2 separate regions of the Mus musculus genome follow, and region 2 is linked to region 1. A link is a contact called in public promoter capture Hi-C data. All regions are on one chromosome and are shown on one strand. Each heading gives the region's core, a stretch centred on a gene start, on an enhancer-like site or on the middle of the called end of the contact. The rest is flanking DNA. Distances are from core to core; before and after follow the strand shown. Region 1 holds the start of Zfp563 (zinc finger protein 563). Region 2 holds the start of Morc2b (microrchidia 2B).

Region 1 (4,016 bases), core at 320-2,819:
TAGCCATGCTCAAAGCTCACAAAACTTGGGTAGAGTTGTCTAAAACCCTCTGGGAGATGAAGCAAATACTTTAGTTGTCATGTATTGAGCAACTGTCCTTGTGACTGCCACAGAGCTATCCTGTATGCAGGTGACTCTTTATCTGTGAGGTCTTAAGGGTAACCCTTCTTCCATGGACTTTACTGTTAAAGACTGCAGCAGCCTCACTCCCTCAATTTCCCTGGGCTTTTTCTGCTTTGTGGGGTCTGTGATACCTCTGCTCCTACCATACAATTTTGCCTTGGCTTTAGGAGTGCTGGAGAGATTTCTTGGAATATACAGGGGGGAAAAATCTACTCTTCTTTCTATTCTGTGGACCTGGAGTATTAGAACCGTATACTGAGATTTCTTTCTGTCGTCTCATCAGTAGGCAGAAGGGAAACACTGACTCATTTAAGCACAACAGGGTGAAAAGAGATTTACTGTGGCCTTAGTCAGCCTCAAGGTTATTTAGTACCCTGATCTGCCTCCCCTACATTAAATTCTTCTGTATCAAGGGCACGGCATGTTGATGTATTCCTATAACCTTATCACTTAGGAGGCTGAGGAAGGACTGTTACTTTGTGTCCAGCCTGGGCTACATAATGAGATTTTTTGTCTTAAAATAAAACAAACAAAAATATATCACCATAAACAACATGAACAAAATAACCCATGCTTTTGCAAATACAGGAAGGAAAGCTTTGAAGCTCTGCAAACTGCCTTTCAGGTCATTTTCCCACATCTTTCGTGGATATCACCAGGCTTCCTTCTAGCCCATTCTACAGGTAAGGTGGCTTAGTCATCACTTGCTATTCTCCTCAAAGCATACTTTATTATATTTTAGAATGGTTGGGCAGAGTTCTTTTCTGCAGCGATAGACGATAGACTGTAACCTGGACTTGTGAAGTAAATAAACCATATTTTCAAGTTACTTTTTTTTTTTCCTCTTTGAGACAGGGTCTATGTCCTAACTGGCCTTCAATTCGTCATCATGTCGTATGGGCTGGTGTAGTGGTCATGTGTTAACATGCCCATCTACCTGTACTTTACAGGAGGCGTCTCGCTGAGGAGACAGAAGTACAGGATTCTGCAAGAGATGGGGCTGCCCGCCGGGGTCCTGCCACCTAGAGTGCAGAGAAACCCTGAGTCCCGCAGCACCCAAAGCAATGTAGGACTGAGGATGTAGGACTGAGGCATCTACCCGGGGAACACCCGGCGCCCCTTACATTGCCCCGACGTTCGCCTCGTCTGCTCCCGGGCCCTCTTGTAGTTTCAAGAAGGCTCCAGAGGTCAGCTGTCCCGGAGCCAAAGAGGCTTAACCGTACCCGCTGCCCTCTCAGCTGACCAGACCGTGCCAGGAAGAAAGATGGCGGGTGAGGCATATCCGCTTTCTGCCGGCGTTCCTGATTGGACAGCTGGCCGTAAGGACACTTACCATAGCTGAGCCCAAGGCTTGCTGGGGCCTTAGGAATGATCCTGGTGTTGGCAGCCACACAACACGGACCCTGAACGGATACCTGTGACTCCCTCAGCTGGCAGAACTCTATCACCACAATAGTCTGGCAAGTAAGAGAAGGCCGGTGAGGAACGTCCGCTTCACCAATCGGCGCTTCTGATTGGATAGCTCGTGCTGTGCTCCGTGGTACTAATTGGATAAGCGATCAGACACCCCCCCCCCAACCCCCCCACCCCCCCCCCCCCCACACACACACACATTAGAGCTTGGTGGTAAACTCTTAATTTAATAAGTGGGGCACACATGCCATATTGCAGCCAAAGCTCTCATGGCCCGGGCAGAAATCCACTCTTTTTTCTTTTTTTTTTTCTTTTTTTTTTTTGTTTTTTGTTTTGTTTTGTTTTTCGAGACAGGGTTTCTCTGTATAGCCCTGGCTGTCCTGGAACTCACTTTGTAGACCAGACTGGCCTCGAACTCAGAAATCTGCCTGCCTCTGTCTACCAAGTGCTAGGATTAAAGGTGTGCACCACCACGCCCCGCATCCGCTCATCTTGATAACTGCATTTAAAAAGAATTTAGACTTGGTTTTTCCAAAGAAGAGCTTTCCCACTTCCCCCTGGAAACTAAGTCTGGAGTCTGCTTATTTAAAGTCAGATTTAGTTAGTGTACCATGGACAGAACCTTAGAGAAAGGGTACCTAGGCCTGCCACAGAGATAAAGGGATACCCAGCCAGGGCAGGTCCACTGGTCTAATGTCACCCATGAGAAACTTGAGATGATGTAGTCTGCATGATAGCAAAAGCTTTCCCCTTCCTTTTCACTCAGTCCATACATTTTTCAGCCAAGAAAAGAGAAATATACCAAGAGAATATACCAAGAGAAAACAGTTATGAATATGAAAAGTGCGGTTACATAGTAGCAGTCATAAGGTTCTCTAGGGACACAGGAATCAGTTCGTTTGCTCTGCCAATTAAAGCATTTTTATTCAAATTTTAAAGAAAAAATCCCAGGGAAGCAAAGTTGTAAGTCACTGCATCTGCTGGGATAGGGACCATTGCCTGGGAACAGGCACTGCAAGTTCAGCAACATGGAATAGATATATTTACCCCAAAAGATGGGCCTATCAGTTTTCCTGTCTTTGTTCAAACTGAACATCCCTAAGTTAGAAAGACTCTTCAAAGTTTCCGGATCTCTGCCTTTCTGTGTCCCCACCCCCCACCCCACCCCCACCTTCTTGTACATTTGTTTCTTTACTACTAGGAAGAGCTGTTCTTTAGTTGATTCTGCCTGCAGGGTCTGAGATTTCCCCTGTTGCTACCTGTTGCGCTGAGATTTTTTTTTTTTTTTTTTTTTACTCTTAATTCTTTAAGTGGCAGAGAAAACAAACCCTATCAAGATGGTAACAAACACGTATTTAGTAGGTTATGACCACTATCTGAAATTTTTTTAAAAAAAGTTATATCTGTCTCAGTTCATGGGTCAGAAAGGTGAGCTGACCCATCTGAACCTCAGAGAGGCTGATATGGTCTACACTAGGGAGTAGGAATTCGGTTAGGAAAAACAGCATCTTGTTAAAGGGATAATTTTCTGCATACGTCTTTAGCACAACTTAAGGTGAGCCCACCTTCCTAGGAATGTTCCTAACTTTCAGAGGTATGGTCCCCTGGTCAGGTTATTGACAGGCCCAAGTGAATTAACTTTTATATTTTAGATAGCTTGGAATGTTAGGCCAGAGATTTTATTTCATTGACCAGAGGAACTAGGTTTTTTTTTTTTTTTCCTAGTAGTCCTTTATTGCTGCTGTCCAGTTCTAAACAGTAGCCCTAATATTATTTAGGAAATGGGCTGAAATTGGATGTGTTGAGCATTTAGATCTGTAAAGTCCAAAGCTGTTCACCACAAGAGGTTAATGACATCCGGGTGGGAGTTTTCATTTTCACCCTTACATATACTCTTCAAAGTAGGGGGCTCACTTAGGGGAAGGTAAGAAACCAGATTCCCTTCCAGCATTCCTGACTCAAGACCTAAGGACATCACTGATGCTTTGGAACTAGGAGTTGGATAGCTCCTTGGCTGGCAGACAGACAAGGGAACGAGGCTTTAGATAAATTAATAGATTTTTCACTTAAACATTTAAGGTGAATAAATTCCTGACTGGTCTCCCTCTCCAAGACAAAGACTTTAGTGGACTTTTCTCCACCATCTGTGACCAGAACCTCTCCAGCATCCGGAACCTGAGAGGGTGAGGAGAGTTGAATGCCAAGATTAGCATCTTTGTTTCCTTTCCTCTCTTATTATGTATCCTTGGCTGTCCTGGGAGTTCCTTTGTGGAACAGCTTGCCTCAAACTCAGAGAACCACCTGCCTCTGCTTCCTAAATCCTGGGAATAGATATGCACCACCTTGCCCACCTGTTTGTTTTATCCACTGTGACAATGGTCCAGGATTTGTCTGTTTGATACTACCATTAAAAGTACAACTGGGTAGGTAGTGGTATTCTTTGGGCCTCATGCTCAAGGGAATGTCTTGTCTACATCAAA
Region 2 (4,401 bases), core at 1,841-4,340, 50 kb before region 1:
GAGGCCAGTAACAAAATCTCAGCCAAACAGCAAAGTTTTCATTTTAATCAAGAATAGTTTTGAAAATACACGTTCATTGAATTAACTGCATATTTTAATCACATTGCATGCACCCAGGAATCTAACTCACTTAAATGAAATTAAAACCAGCTGCGATGGCACTGCCCTGTAATGCCAGCAAACAGAGATGACATTTCAGACAGGCAGACATTCACTGGAGATATGCAACACACATGCCTACGAACCCCACTTAGGGTACCCAAAAGTATGGATACCACTGAAGTTCAACCTGCATACCTCTCAGCTGCCCAAAATCTGCATCTCCCAGAGCATATAGAGTCCACTGAAGCATCTTGGACTATGGAACCTCAGAGCCATCTTACCAGGCTTTTGAGAGGAATCTGTTATGATGCTGATGCTGGACTGGAATTTCCTGGTTTCTGTCTTTGCCTCCTGAGTTTCTGGGACTGCAGACAAACAACCTCATGCCTAGCTGGTGCACAACTTTAATAGGAGTACTTTAGGGTAAAATTGTTCTCACTCCTTTTCATTGATGGTTGGTTGGTTGGTTGGTTGGTTGGTTGGTTGGTTTTGAACCAGGGTCTTTGCAGCTTGAACTAGACTCAAACTGAGGAGGAACTTGAAGTCCAGATTTTCTGCCTCCCCATCTTGGGGCTGGAATTACAGGAATGTGTCAACACACTCAGCCATTTTGTTTTGTCTTGTTCAATAGAGTTTCGCTATGAAGATGAAGCTGGTTTCTTGTGCTTACTTTGTGGCTCAGGTAGTATCAAACTTAGCATTCTCCTGCCTCTTGTATAGCAGTTTCCTCCTAGATTGAAACGTTCCATCCTGCAGGGAAGCTCCTTAAGCCCAAAGCAACTCAAATAACTCCAGGGAGTCCATGAAGCTGTTCAGATTCACCAAGCCCCTGCTTCCCAGGAGTTAAGCAATAAGACCTCAGAGAATTATTCTCAGACAAGCCAAAATGAAGACTTTAATACCAGGCTAGGCAGCCACCAGGAAGGAGCGGAAACTAGTGGTGCTACCTGGAAGAGATTTAGACCAACAGAGTCATGTGGAAGGCAGGAGTATTCTCCAACCTGGTGAGCTGCCCACAGGCTACATAGTGTGCCCAGGTTCCCAGTTTTTGTGAGTTCTCATCCATGCTGTGGTGGCCTGTGGTTCTGCAGCTGTCTTTGAATCATATCTACTCTGATCTTATAAGACACAGACCAAGTGAGACACAGGTGGCAGACAACCTGACACCTAGAACAGCAGCCACAGGTTACAGACCATAGGCCACCTTCTCACTTTTGCCTTGGACACCTTGGACAGACCCCATGCTCGGATTGGCTGTAAATCTTGGATCCACAGTCTCCAAATGACAAGATACCTAATCTGGGAGAGATGAGAAAACTTTGAAAACATTCATAGCTGCTCCTACTGTCAAGATGACTCATACTCAAACCCGGTGGTGCTGTTACCTCTTCCTTAGCTCAACTTCTGAGCCCAATAGGACACAAAGATCTACTGAGCAATTTAGGGTCTCTGCACAATAACAACAAAAGGAAGTGATTCTAACTGTTTTTAGAAGGTTTTTTCTGGGCCTCCTGAAAGCCCAGTTCTCTTGAACTAGAGGCTTGGTAGCCTGGGACCCAAATAGCAGCTCACTGGCTAAGCTCTGAAGGAGGAGAAGGAGGAGGAGGAGAAGGAGGAGGAGGAGGAGGAGGAAGAGGAGGAAGAAGAGGTAGAAGAGGAAGAAGAACAAAATGTGGAAGAGCAGGACGTGGTGGAGCACGCCTTTAATCCCAGCAGAGGCAGGCAGATTTCTGAGTTCCAGGCCAGCTTGGTCTACAAAGTGAGTTCCAGGACAGCCAGGGCTAGACAGAGAAACTCTGCCTCAAAAACAAAAACAAAAAATATGGAAGAAGAAAAGGAAGAGGAGGAAGTAGAGGAGGAAAGCCGTTTCTTAAACGGTGTGCTTTTGAAATGAGATTCCAGCCATAAGCCCTTCACAACCCAGCTCCCATACCTGGCGAGAAGAGGGGAGGGTTCTAAGAGACAATGGTTTTCCTATTGCAAGAACATATTGGCAATGAATATCATGCAGTCACACCATGCAACAAGCCTCATACAAAAGATTTACTGGGGTTAGTCTGCCACTGACCAGGAAGAGACAGCAGAGGGCTGGACAGAAAGGAAGACTTTTATAGGGTTTTTAGAGCATGTTCCGTGAGCTTGATGGGAAAGTATGGAAGATTAGGAAATATCATTTGTTCAATAAACTTGAGCTAAGGGTGGTAATAGTGATTTCCAAGCCTCTGAACTTGAGGTCAAGCCAGGGGCACAATGTTTTTCTTTTGAGCTTGAGATCACAGGTCAGGGTGTTCCTTCCCTGGCCCTTTTACTCTACAATGGTGGCTTGGGGAGGTGAGAAATGTGGTCTCACATAGCCCAAGATGGACTCTTATCATCTATGATCCTCCTGCATCCACACTCCAAGTGCTAGAACAGTTGTGCATTAAAATGTCTAAGCAGCAAAAATAGGTTCCTTGGTTCCACTGTTACTAATGGTGTCTGTGCCAGGCTAATTAGGTCCTTGGCACCTTGCTCAAAGAATTTAAGAAGGACTACAGCTTGAGTCTGGGGAGATGGCTCAAGGGTTAAGAGGGCTTACTGCTCTTTCTTGAGAACCGCCTTCGATTCCCAGCACCCAGGTCCGGAGGCTGACAAACTGCCTGTAACTCCAACTCCAGAGGATCAGTCAGCTTCTGCAGGCATCCACACACAAATGACATATAGTCACTAGATAACAGGAAAAGTGTCTAATAAAAAAGGCCTGGAGCTGTGAGCATGAACGACACAAAAGCAGAAAATGGGATAGCTTTAGCGATGGCAGAGAAGCAGCAAGCTCTAAATTCATGCTGTTACTCCTGCCATCCTTTGGTCCAGCACCCATTATTACAATCCAGTCGAGCTCTGCTCTTTAGCTATGTAGTGAGTGACCTAGTTCAGCAGTCAGGTGACGCTCCATGGAGGCGGAGGCGGCCCGTGGTTCCAAGCGCGCTGCGGCGGTTGAATTCCGAATTCTAAACAGAGGGACAAGGGCTTCTGGGAGTTGTGGCCAGTGGCCGGCCAGTGCGCACAAGCTGGTTAGTGGTGCGGTTGCAACTGTCCTACACCTTGGGTCTCAGCCTTGCAAGCTGAGACTCACTCCTCCCGGAGAGGGGGAAGTAGCTGCAGGATCCCAAGTCGGACAGGGAATGGTGTAGGACCATAGCCAGCCACGTAAGATTTGGGTGGGTCTGTTATGAGGAGTTTCTGTTGACTACTGTGAGGTCATTTCACAGAGCACCCTGTGGTGATTGTGGCATAACATTAAACTGGGTTTGAATTTGAAAGACTGGTAAGGAATCACAAAGACCTTTTTTCAGTTGCCAAATGGGATACCGGATGTACAACTATCTACGCTGTGAAAGGACCTTCTAGTACTACAGCTATTAAAGAATAGTGAAGATGTAGATGAAAGTTAAGTTTCCTGGTAGACGTCGATTTCCACACTGGTAAGTCTTCTCGTTAGAAAATTTAGGACATGAAATGGCTCAAAGAATGTCCAGATAAAACAGTTAACAATCAAGTTGAGCTGTTAAGGACCACCTACTTTTAAACCAGATCATCTGAAATGAACTAAAAAAAAAAAAAAAAAAAAAACACTCAACGTTCTTTAGAAATGCAGGTTGAGGCTTCACCCACCCACCCCAAATAATTGCATCATATTCATTGAAAATTAGAACGAAAGGAAAAAATAAATCTCGGTTTCAGATATCTCTGTATTTTGGATAGTTACTAAGTAACTTCTTTTATCTATCAGTAAGAAGCAGAAACTACCCTTTACTGAGTAGAACCTTTAAAAATCTGCCCCAATACATATATTTCTCTGTTACTAGGTAAGACTGGAGGCTTCATTTGAGTCATGGCGTTTACCAATTACAGCACTCTCAACCGGGCTCAACTAACCTTTGACTATCTACACACAAATTCAACTACCCATGCATTTTTGTTTGGTGCTCTTGCTGAACTGATTGATAATGCGAGGGATGCTGATGCCACCCGGATAGATATTTACGCTGAAAAGCGAGAGGACCTTCAAGGAGGATTCATGCTTTGTTTTCTGGATAATGGAGTCGGAATGGATCCAAACGATGTCATCAATGTGATCCAGTTTGGGAAATCAGCCAAACGAACACCAGAGTCCACACAGATTGGGCGGTACGGGAATGGACTAAAATCAGGCTCAATGCGTATTGGGAAGGATTTTATCCTCTTCACTAAGAAAGAAAACACCATGAGTTGCCTCTTCCTGTCTCGAACCTTTCATGAGGAAGAAGGCATTGATGA

What was found. Capture Hi-C pulls out chosen DNA fragments and counts their contacts.
Region 2: a contact with region 1 is called in a promoter capture Hi-C map of pancreatic islet. The contact joins the promoter of Morc2b here to the promoter of Zfp563 in region 1. A contact is called at or near these places in 2 of 39 promoter capture datasets (both in embryonic stem cells), 7 of 115 datasets of contacts at active chromatin or transcription factors (embryonic stem cells, epiblast stem cells and intestinal villus epithelium) and 3 of 9 other capture datasets (adipose tissue, liver and pancreatic islet).

The regions. Positions count from the first base shown.
Region 1 is chr17:33,086,920-33,090,935 of GRCm38.p6, reverse strand. Zfp563 (zinc finger protein 563) reads right to left here and starts at 1,569. Exons shown (of 4, transcript NM_001024950.2): 1 at 1,457-1,569. The coding sequence starts at 1,459.
Region 2 is chr17:33,138,372-33,142,772 of GRCm38.p6, reverse strand. Morc2b (microrchidia 2B) reads left to right here and starts at 3,090. Exons shown (of 2, transcript NM_177719.4): 1 at 3,090-3,566; 2 at 3,951-4,401. The coding sequence starts at 3,977. Gm52288 (a long non-coding RNA gene) reads right to left here and starts at 2,742. Exons shown (of 3, transcript XR_003952262.1): 1 at 2,681-2,742; 2 at 298-1,049.